2 separate regions of the Gossypium hirsutum genome follow, and region 1 is linked to region 2. A link is a contact called in public Hi-C data. All regions are on one chromosome and are shown on one strand. Each heading gives the region's core, a stretch centred on a gene start, on an enhancer-like site or on the middle of the called end of the contact. The rest is flanking DNA. Distances are from core to core; before and after follow the strand shown.

Evidence for each region. A called contact is a pair of places that touch in the nucleus more often than the background predicts.
Region 1: a Hi-C map of leaf shows a contact between it and region 2, with 2.5 times the contacts expected there. The contact joins the promoter of LOC107901934 here to the promoter of LOC107901928 in region 2. A contact is called at or near these places in 2 of 34 Hi-C or Micro-C datasets (both in leaf).

Annotation. Positions count from the first base shown.
Region 1 is chrD06:56,199,306-56,204,145 of Gossypium_hirsutum_v2.1, forward strand. LOC107901934 (homeobox-leucine zipper protein MERISTEM L1) reads left to right here and starts at 1,685. Exons shown (of 12, transcript XM_041095916.1): 1 at 1,685-2,295; 2 at 2,716-2,980; 3 at 3,082-3,199; 4 at 3,338-3,526; 5 at 3,615-4,052; 6 at 4,143-4,244; 7 at 4,357-4,557; 8 at 4,657-4,831. The coding sequence starts at 2,760.
Region 2 is chrD06:55,905,037-55,910,385 of Gossypium_hirsutum_v2.1, forward strand. LOC107901928 (pyruvate, phosphate dikinase regulatory protein 1, chloroplastic) reads right to left here and starts at 1,974. Exons shown (of 3, transcript XM_016828107.2): 1 at 1,270-1,974; 2 at 467-1,106; 3 at 1-268. The coding sequence starts at 1,695. The coding sequence ends at 165.

The DNA of each region.
Region 1 (4,840 bases), core at 435-2,934, 290 kb after region 2:
CAAGTTACTAGGCAATTTAGTGGTGTTAGGTATGTTATTAGGTGGTAAATTGTTTGTTTTGCTTTTGTTATCTCATATATGTATTGGCATTATGCCTTGTGAAGTTGTTAATGAAAAATTCAGCTCATTTTCATTCAAATTTATCTCTTTCTTTTCTGTTTTCCATTGCAAATTTCTTTTTCTTTCTTCTTCGATAGTTTCTTCAGCAAGGCTCGACACTTGCTGTCCAAGCAAAGTAAAAACAAGCTTGCTGCTGCCTCTTGCACCAACAAATAGGTTTCCACAGGCTAGTGATACGATTGTGTAAAGTATTGTAACCAATACTTTGCCCTAAAAGTTTGATAACCACTGTTAATTCCATTTCTTTGAACAAAATTTCTTTAACCCGGTCAGAAAAACTAATGGCCGGAACCCCATTAACGATAGATGTTTGCACATCGCCGGCTAATAAATCAAAATCTCCATCACTTGCACTATCTCTTCCAAAGGAAGAACCATTGCGATCCATCATGGAATGATTCGGATCTCCATCCAAAAGCTTATCCTTCCACGAGGGTGCTGAAATCAGATCAGGGTCGACGACCATATCTACTGATGCCTCATCAATTCCGCCCTTAAATCTCACTTTCTTGGTGGTCCGATCCTCAACAGAATGGGAATCCCCATCGTCTTCGTTAACAGACGGTGGCAAAGAAGGAGAGAGTTGCTTAGACATTTTTTAATATTTAATTGTTGAGTTTTGCAATCTGCAATACCCTTTCATTGTCCATAATTAATGCAATAAAAGTAAATAAATACATAAAACAGATCACAGATGAGTTGGATTAGTTCATATACCGACCGGATATGATTACACGTATGCATATATGTCAAAAGGAAGAGACAAGATTAAATTTGGTTAGAAATTATGAGATTTACACCACATAGATTTTGGTAGGCATGCATGCATGGACATGATATATAATGCGTCTGAAATCTGCAAAAGCAGACCATAGCCTGTATCCTTCAGACTCAATAATTTCTTGGAAGATTTGAGAGCAAGCCGAAAGATTAAATATATTTAAGTTATTCTAGCAACAGCTCTAATTTGCTTTTCATGTAATTTGATGGGAAAATTAATTAGTACAATATTCTACATATATAAATCAAATATTTAATTCAAAAAAAACAATAAATATTTGAAAGTAGTCATTAACTGATATTGTTTAAACTGGTGAGATATTAATTATACCTTTTATCTTATAAAAAATTTAAAATTTTCATACTATATATGCACAGCGAATATGACTGTAGATTTCATGGCAACATTAGGAAGAAATATTCCTCTTGATTTAAAAATTTATGATGTTCCCCAAATTAATTGAGATAGAACCTACTTTTGTATTGATGTCAAATATAATTCCTATTGCTAAATGTATTTAGCTTCCTTATCTACCAATATATATATACTATACGTGCATGCTTATTAGTAAAACCTATTAATATTGGAGCTGAGACACTGAAAACTAGTTGAAAGCTTACAAAGTTAATTTGAAGAAAGGGAAGGGAAGGGGAGATGTTTTTCTCTTTCTATAATTTTTATTTCCATCACTCGCAATTACACCTCTCACCCACAATAAATGCTATTGCACCCTCTCGATGGGCTCTGCTATTAACTCCTTAGCTGCCACATCCTCTCCACCTGTTTCATCAATTCTCTTCATTTTCCTCACCCCCCCTTGGAACTTCAAACCCCTTTCTCTCTCTCTAGACTTTAACCCTCTTCTCTCTCAAGGTAGGTCTCTGTCAAACCAGTGACCCCAAACTTTTAAAAACCACCCTAAAACCTCCTTTCATTAATCTTTCTCAACAATGTTCAAAAGGGCTTTCTTTTGTTTTGCCTATACGGCCCTGTAAAAAGTCTCTACTCACGAAACCTATTTCTTTCCCTGGACCAGCTTGTTTATAGCACCCGATCTGTGTTCACACCATTTGCCATTCTCTCTTTCATATATTCGCTTATAAAGCTTTGCTGAGAATCAAGAGAGAGTGCAAAAAGTGTTTGTAATCTTTGGTTTGTGGGGACTTTCTATCAAAATCAACCTAAATACCACCAATATAGGAAAGCGGGGCCAAGAATCTAACAAGCAAGAGACTGATATGTGTAGCATGTATTGCTGCTGGTTAGGGTTTTAAAGGTCAATGGCTATCTATGTCTCCCAACATGAGGTTTCTAGTGACCAACTTACCACTGCATTTAAGACAAGAAAATAGTTGCCCTAAGCTCTTAGTCCCCTTCTCCAAATAATCCATAAGGTAATTTTCTTTCCTCCTTTTTTTCCCCAACTTTTGCTGCCCATTTTATTTCTCCGAGGTTCTTTCACTTTTCTCATGGGAATAGATTAGGATAAGCTTTCGACTAATCCATCATTTTAATCTTCGACGTATATGCTACCTTTAAATATAGTAGCAGTTGGTTATTAAGATATTCAAAGAAAAATCCTTCTCGATAAGCGAACTAGACCTTTTTTTTCTTTGAAAGAGAGATGGTATATGGTTTACAGCTCCATTGTTTATTTGCCTTTCAAATGTTTTACGATTCCATTGTCATGCACTGGTTTTGACTTTTTTAACTTTGTACTTACATTTTGTGTCTTTCGTTACTGTTCTACAGTTTATTTAACCCTTTTCCCCCTTTATTTTAGTTTGCTTGACTTGTGTATGTTCTGTCGGCAGAACCCAGAATATCCATACCGTCGACATTCGAGCACTTTGTTAACATGTTTAGCCCCAACTTATTTGAGAGTCCCCATATGTTCGACATGTCTCATAAGACCTCGGAAAGTGAACTAATGGGGAAGATCAGGGATGATGATTATGAGATCAAATCAGTCAATGAAACTATGGATGCTCCCTCTGGAGATGATCAAGATCCTGACCAACGCCCTAAAAAGAAGCGTTATCATCGTCATACCCAGCGTCAAATCCAGGAGATGGAAGCGTAAGTCTTGTTTTTTTTTATCCTCTTACTTAAAGATAAGAAAGATTAACATGACTAGTTCTTCTTTGGGGAATTGATTCTTTGGACACTTTGTTGCTCAGATTCTTTAAGGAATGCCCTCATCCTGATGATAAGCAAAGGAAGGAGCTTGGCCGTGAGCTAGGGTTAGAACCTCTACAAGTCAAGTTTTGGTTCCAAAACAAGCGCACCCAAATGAAGGTATATTTCCATGTATAGGTGAAAATCAGGAGCTCTAATATGCTTATTTAAGTATTTAGACTCGTTTTATGAGTAAGCTTTTCTGCCTATGTAGTAAGCTTTCCTAGCTTTGTTGCTAAAGTTCACCTTCATTAACAGGCCCAACATGAACGCCATGAAAATGCTATACTGAAGGCTGAGAATGAAAAACTCCGAGCTGAGAATAATAGGTACAAGGAAGCTCTCAGCAATGCTACATGCCCCAGCTGTGGAGGCCCAGCTGCCCTTGGAGAGATGTCATTTGATGAGCAACATTTGAGAATAGAAAATGCTCGGTTAAGGGAAGAGGTGATTGAAAAATGCTTCACACATCCCATCTTATTATCAAGTTACCTTTTTATTATACTTTTTATATTTTGGTTTTCTTGTATTACAGATTGATAGGATATCTGGAATAGCTGCTAAATATGTTGGCAAGCCTTTATCTTCATTGCCTCACCTTTCATCTCATTTACATTCGCGCTCTGCTGATCTTGGAGCTAGCAATTTCGGGAATCAATCAGGATTTGTAGGGGAAATGGATCGCAGTGGTGATCTTCTGAGGTCTGTCTCTGGACCTACAGAAGCGGATAAGCCCATGATTGTTGAGCTTGCTGTTGCTGCAATGGAGGAACTAATACGAATGGCCCAATCTGGGGAACCTTTGTGGGTTCCTGGGGACAATTCTACAGATGTGTTGAACGAAGATGAATACTTAAGAACTTTCCCTAGGGGAATTGGACCAAAGCCTTTGGGGTTGAGGTCTGAAGCTTCAAGAGAATCTGCAGTTGTCATCATGAATCATGTCAACTTAGTTGAGATTCTCATGGATGTGGTAGGATTTTCTTTTCCCCAAGTTTGGGTCCATTATATAAATTTTTAGATCCACCTCCACTTATTTATGACAAAAACGATTGATTTCCAGAATCAATGGTCAAGTGTGTTTTGCGGTATTGTTTCAAGGGCTATGACTTTAGAAGTCCTATCAACTGGAGTTGCAGGAAACTACAATGGGGCCTTGCAAGTGGTACTAAGTACATCTATATGCTTTTCTTTTCAATAGCAATCTAATAAAATTTTCTGCCATGCATGCTCTTTCCCTAAGCTCTGAAAGCATGCCTAACATCTTGCATTTTCAGATGACGGCTGAGTTCCAAGTCCCTTCACCACTTGTACCAACTCGGGAAAATTATTTCGCGAGGTACTGTAAGCAGCATATTGATGGAACTTGGGCAGTGGTTGATGTTTCCTTGGATAATTTACGCCCTAACCCAATGTCCAAGTGTAGAAGAAGGCCCTCAGGTTGCTTGATCCAAGAATTGCCAAATGGATACTCTAAGGTAACTTACTCTTTATTTCAACGTGTATATATTTGTTGGGCTGCATTTTATGTTGCCGCTTAACGTGTACACAATGTCATGTTTTCATTATACTTTCAGGTTATATGGGTCGAGCATGTAGAAGTGGATGATAGAGCTGTCCACAACATATACAGACCAGTAGTTAATTCCGGTCTAGCTTTTGGAGCAAAACGTTGGGTGGCTACGTTGGATCGACAGTGTGAGCGTCTAGCAAGTTCAATGGCCAGTAACATTCCAGCAGGGGATCTATGCGGTAACACCA
Region 2 (5,349 bases), core at 724-3,223:
ATTATAGAATAGTAGTTAGTATAGTTCATAACCAGTGAAGCACTGGCATTGTACATGTAAATTGTAGCTAATTTCATCGACCCTTCTCAGTAGTTACAAGGCAGCAAAGTCCTATTACTCCAGCACACCTGGAGAAAAAAGTAATTTTCCATCTCATTACTTCATTAGTAACGTTTTGATATTCGTGGCATTGAACACTTTTGCTTACGGTCATGGTAGAGCCTCAATATAACAGCAGCAGTTTCTTCAATTGCTTTACCAGTAACTTCTGCAAGGATAAGGACCAGTAGGTGATGAGCCCAAGGTTCATCAGATGAATATGTCAAACATCTTTAACTGCTTAATATCAAAATTTACCCTATTTTTAATCCTCTTAAGCTTAATAATGATCTCTAAGTATCTCCATGTCAAGGAATCAAAATAGTTGGGAGAGTTAAACAAAAATAAGTAAATTAATTATGTTTACCGATGACTGGCCATGTAGGATTTTGAGCAAAAACCTTGCGAGCAAACTCCAACTCCTCTTTCACATAGGCCATCTCCGAGTAGTTACTCCTTGCATTGTCACCGAAACCCAGACTCTTAGCCCTTGCTTTCCTAATAGTTTGCAAGACCAAGGGATTAATAGTCAAACCAAAAACCTTCTCAGGGTCTACTTCGAAAAGTCCCTTTGGCAAAGCCACTCCCTTCACAATAGGCACATTTGCTACTTTATATCCTTTCTGTGCTAGATAAATTGATAACGGCGTCTTCCCAGTACGAGAAACACCTGTGAGAACAATGCCAGCCTTGCTTAAGTTTTGAGGTAGTGCCCCATCATCCTGCTTGATTGTAAATTCAACAGCTTCAATCCGCCGAAAGTATTCATCTGAGAGGGGGATGTTTCTTCCAGCTGCTCCACGGGGAAGACCAGAAGGTGAGACACCTAAATGAGCAGCAATAGCCTCTGTAATTGGACCCAATATATCCGTCGATGGTATACCCCACAATTTGCAAGCTTGCTTGGCGGACTCTGCCATGGAAGGATCAGCTAAAGTATATACAAGCAATGCACCTTCCTTGGCTGCCTGCTTTATAATCTCCATCAATCTCTCAACATCATCAATCTGAACATTGCAGATCATCATTGTCATTCAACCAATCTAAATGACACTGATTTCCCAGTTTTTAAAACATTACAAGTTCAAGTTTCATCACTAACTACAACAAATACAAAAACTTGGATTAATTAGTAACTGAAACGAGTTCTGAAATATGAAACAAAAATACCCCAGAGAAGAGATGGGTATTTACGGGACACCCACGATCCACCAAACAATGCTCGAACTGCCCCAACGCTGCGTTAACGGAATGCTCCGCCGTCCATCCAGTTCCATCAGATACCATATAAATTGGCTTCCCCGAGTCTGTTACCTCCACCTCACGATCGCTGTCATTTGCCGTTGAAGTGGGTTCCAAAGACAAGGTCCCACTGGTTCGTTGAGCTGAGGGGTTCACCTCAAGCGCCCCAGTCCCGTGGCTCGGTCGTTCAAGCTTGTGGCCCGACCTTAAGGCTCGTGCACGGTACCATCTGTTGAACTGTGGGCTACCCTTTAGTTTCCGAACTTTGGGCTCGGGTTCTGGGTCCGAAATATCAGGATTGGCCGGGGCGGCCGTGGCCCGGAGGTTGAAGGCGGAGCAAGGACACGCGAGCATTTTTAGTTTTGCTTCATTTGCTTTTCTTCTAATCTAATTTTATATACTTGTCTGAAAATTATGAGGTGGAAGGATCTTGGGCCAAAAAATGGTAGCAAAATCCAAACAATAGGTTAATGAAATATGAACCCACTGAATTGGATATTAAAAATCTAAGATATTTTATTCCCATTTGAAGAAAATATCAATTTGATTCTCTCACTTTATTGAGAAATGATGGGAGGGATATGAATTCTTGGATATTAATGCCAATTCAATAGGAAGTTGAACCCATTGTTTGGGGCATGAAAATTTCAGTGAGGGCTTTAAATGAGTTAATGGGAGGATTGGGAGAATATTGCATGTAGTTTAAACAAAATAAAATGGATAAAAGAGCCTCCAAACTATGGGGAAGTGGATCCAATCACATAATGCCTTTTTTATGGTTACATTCATGTGAGAAGGTGTTGATGTCGGTTTATGCATACCATACTGAGAGACCACCAAAAATAAATCACAAAAGAGAATAAACATGTCTTTTGAACCGGGGGCCTCTAGTGTGTGAGATTAGCATGATAACCAACTACACTAGACATTTTGATGTCACTTAAAATATTAATTAAATATTAATGACATAATAATCGGATGCAAGTGTCACGGGCGACCGCCTCCAAATGTGCGAACGTTTAAAGTTAAAATGTGCAAATAAAAATATAAATATTTAAGTGTGGTATCTGTAAACGTACATGTCAATTTGTAATATAACAAGCGTTACAATAGAATATCGATAAGTATTTCGAGGATCGTATCCAAGAGATTGCAGATTGGAGAAATTTATTATTAAATTAATTATAGAAAATAATTACTAATCTAATCAAGTCACAAATCAGTAGTGTGAACCCAAATTAAAAGATTAATTAAACTAATGAAGTTAATTAATTTAAAATTAACCTAAGGGAATTTCCAATTCTTAGTGTTGACAATGCGAGCCTCTAGCTTATGATCGATTAAATCCCTAATTATCTAATTAAATAATTAATTATCCTCGATTGAGTTATTTATCACTCTTAGCTAAAAATACTCTTCCGGTCTCATCTTCACTAAGGATTACCACCTAAGTCACCCTTTCAGTCTCTTCCTAGGTATGCGGATACCCTCCCGGACTCATTGTTTGGCACAAGGTATACACACGATAGGATACTCTTCTGGTCTCACCTGTCTAAATATTCTATCAGGGGTGTCATTCCCTAATATACTAAGTACTCTTGAATAAACAACTAATTTCAGATAAATAATCACTTAACAGATAAATCAATTTAATAATCGAATCATGCAAGATATGAATAAAGCACAAGAAATTGTTCTAATATTCATACAAATGTTAATTGATCAGATTAATGAAATATAAATAAAAGAATAAAATAGAAAAGTGAAGAGAATGCTCATTGATAAATATATTGAAGTGCGGATCCAAAGCAATCTTCGCTCGTAATTGTCTTCACATCGGAATAGAAAAGATCCGACTAAACGAACATCAAAATAAAATACAAAGAAAACTGAATAGTAAAAACTGTCTGTTTAAGTCTACACTGTCCTGTCTACCAATCCCGGTTACCCTAAAGTTACTTATATAGGCTACGAGCTACTTGGTGCCCACACAACACAAGATACATTTAGATACTAATTAATACAATATAATCTTAGATTGCTAGGGTCTAAATATGAAAATATCCCAAGAGTTCCGTCCTAGGATTTAGCTCATTTTGGCCTGCCTTTGTCACGTCATCTTGACGTAGAAAGACTCCTCGTCACGACATCGCTATCGTGAATGCCTTCTCATGATTGTTGCGCCGTCATGACAAGGGGAAATTCCTCATCACGACATGGGATGCTTTTTAGCCTTGACAACTTTGTTGTTCTACTGAGCTCCCTTGTCTTGCGGCCCGACGATTATTCCTTGTATTCTTGGACCTGAATTGGCATCCTACACACTAAATTAGCCCATTAATCACTCCCGAGACCCATGTTGGCCTTACAAATCATCGAAACATTAGAAAATGCATAAGAACACTTATTTTATTAATATTTAGCTCCTAAGCTATTAATATAAAAAATGTAATAATTAATTATAAAATGCCAAGAAAATAAGTTTGTTAAGTGTCGAAATGTATTTAAACTACCACTATAATTAGTGGCAGGTCAACAAGCCACGGATCAAAACTCATGACAAATGCACACAGAACGGCTCATGGGGATCATTTGATCCACTTGAATTAGCTCAATTCGTGAAACATATGGAGAATTACATCTACTTAAAGTCTTAGAGGCCTAGTGGAACACTCCAATAAAACTAGAGTTATCATGTTGAATATTGTAAATCTTAAGGGATAAAATTGTATAAAGTTTAAATCCCTTAGGACTCTCATCTTGTAGATAGGCTTTAATCTTTATCATCGGTGTAGTTTAAATTATATCGTTGGATTTGGGAGAGTTCAACTATAAATAGAGTACCTCATTTGTAATCATCCCATTCATTGTTATTGAATATGTTTGAGAGCATTTACTCAAACACCTTGTGTGCATTGTTTTCGTATTTTCAGTTTGATTCAAGTACTTTTTTCTTTTGAGTTTGCTTCCGCTTTGTGTTGGTGCCTTGGAGAATTTCCCTTGAGAATTTTCACTTACAAGAGATAGACTGACTTAGGTAGATTTGAAACAAAAAAATTACTTAAGGCCGTGCAATTCACCAAACTAAAATTTTAACCCCGTAATGCAAGAAAGTAGATAGTTTTTAGCATCTAATTGTAAGAAAAGAAGAAAGGCTTTTCAAATGAGACCTTCTAACGCAATGAAATGATAATGGTGCTAGCGGCAACGATTTGGTGGTGCGCGCAATCGTATCGGCTACTGTTCTATCTCACCTCATCTCATTGTGGATTGATTAAGGAATATTAACCATCATTAATGAAAATTTTAATCACCTCGTTATAAAAAAAAAGACAAAATCTCTCTGCACATGATATTAGGTCTAACATGAGCCACAAAAAGTTAATTTTGATTATGTTGGAGAAAGGACTTGTTTGAGGATGGATTTGAGTCTTTTAAGGAGTCAAGGGTTGCATTGTTCATAAAAAAAACTGCCTTGATGAATTGAATTTTCCACCGCTCAAATTAAATTCCACTGACCCGTAACGGTGATAGTGGAGGAGCCTGAACCTTTGAAGACTCCTCCAAGTATTATCCATAATTGGAAGTTCAATTATTTTCTACGAATAAAGTACAATCACTTCAATTCTTTTCCTCTAGAGTGGTCAGATTGTAATGAAGTGATTGAAATGAAGTTTCGCAGGCCTAGCCTGTACTTGATGAACAATGCAAGTCCTTAGCAGTAAGCAGGCATCCGTGCTTTTTTAAATTATTTGATTCCTCAAATTTATCTAAAAATTTGAGTTCATAAATTATTCAAGTATTACTATTCAATATTATTATTTAGCATTTTCAATCATATGTTAGATATCCGAATCTACAAAAATTCATCTCTATTCACGAAATAATATAAAATCAAAGAAAAATTAATTTTAAATAAAATTTATTTATAATTAACATAAAATAAATAAAAATTAACAAAAGTAGTTAAATAAAAATCTAAACAAATTAAACATAATAAATTCACAA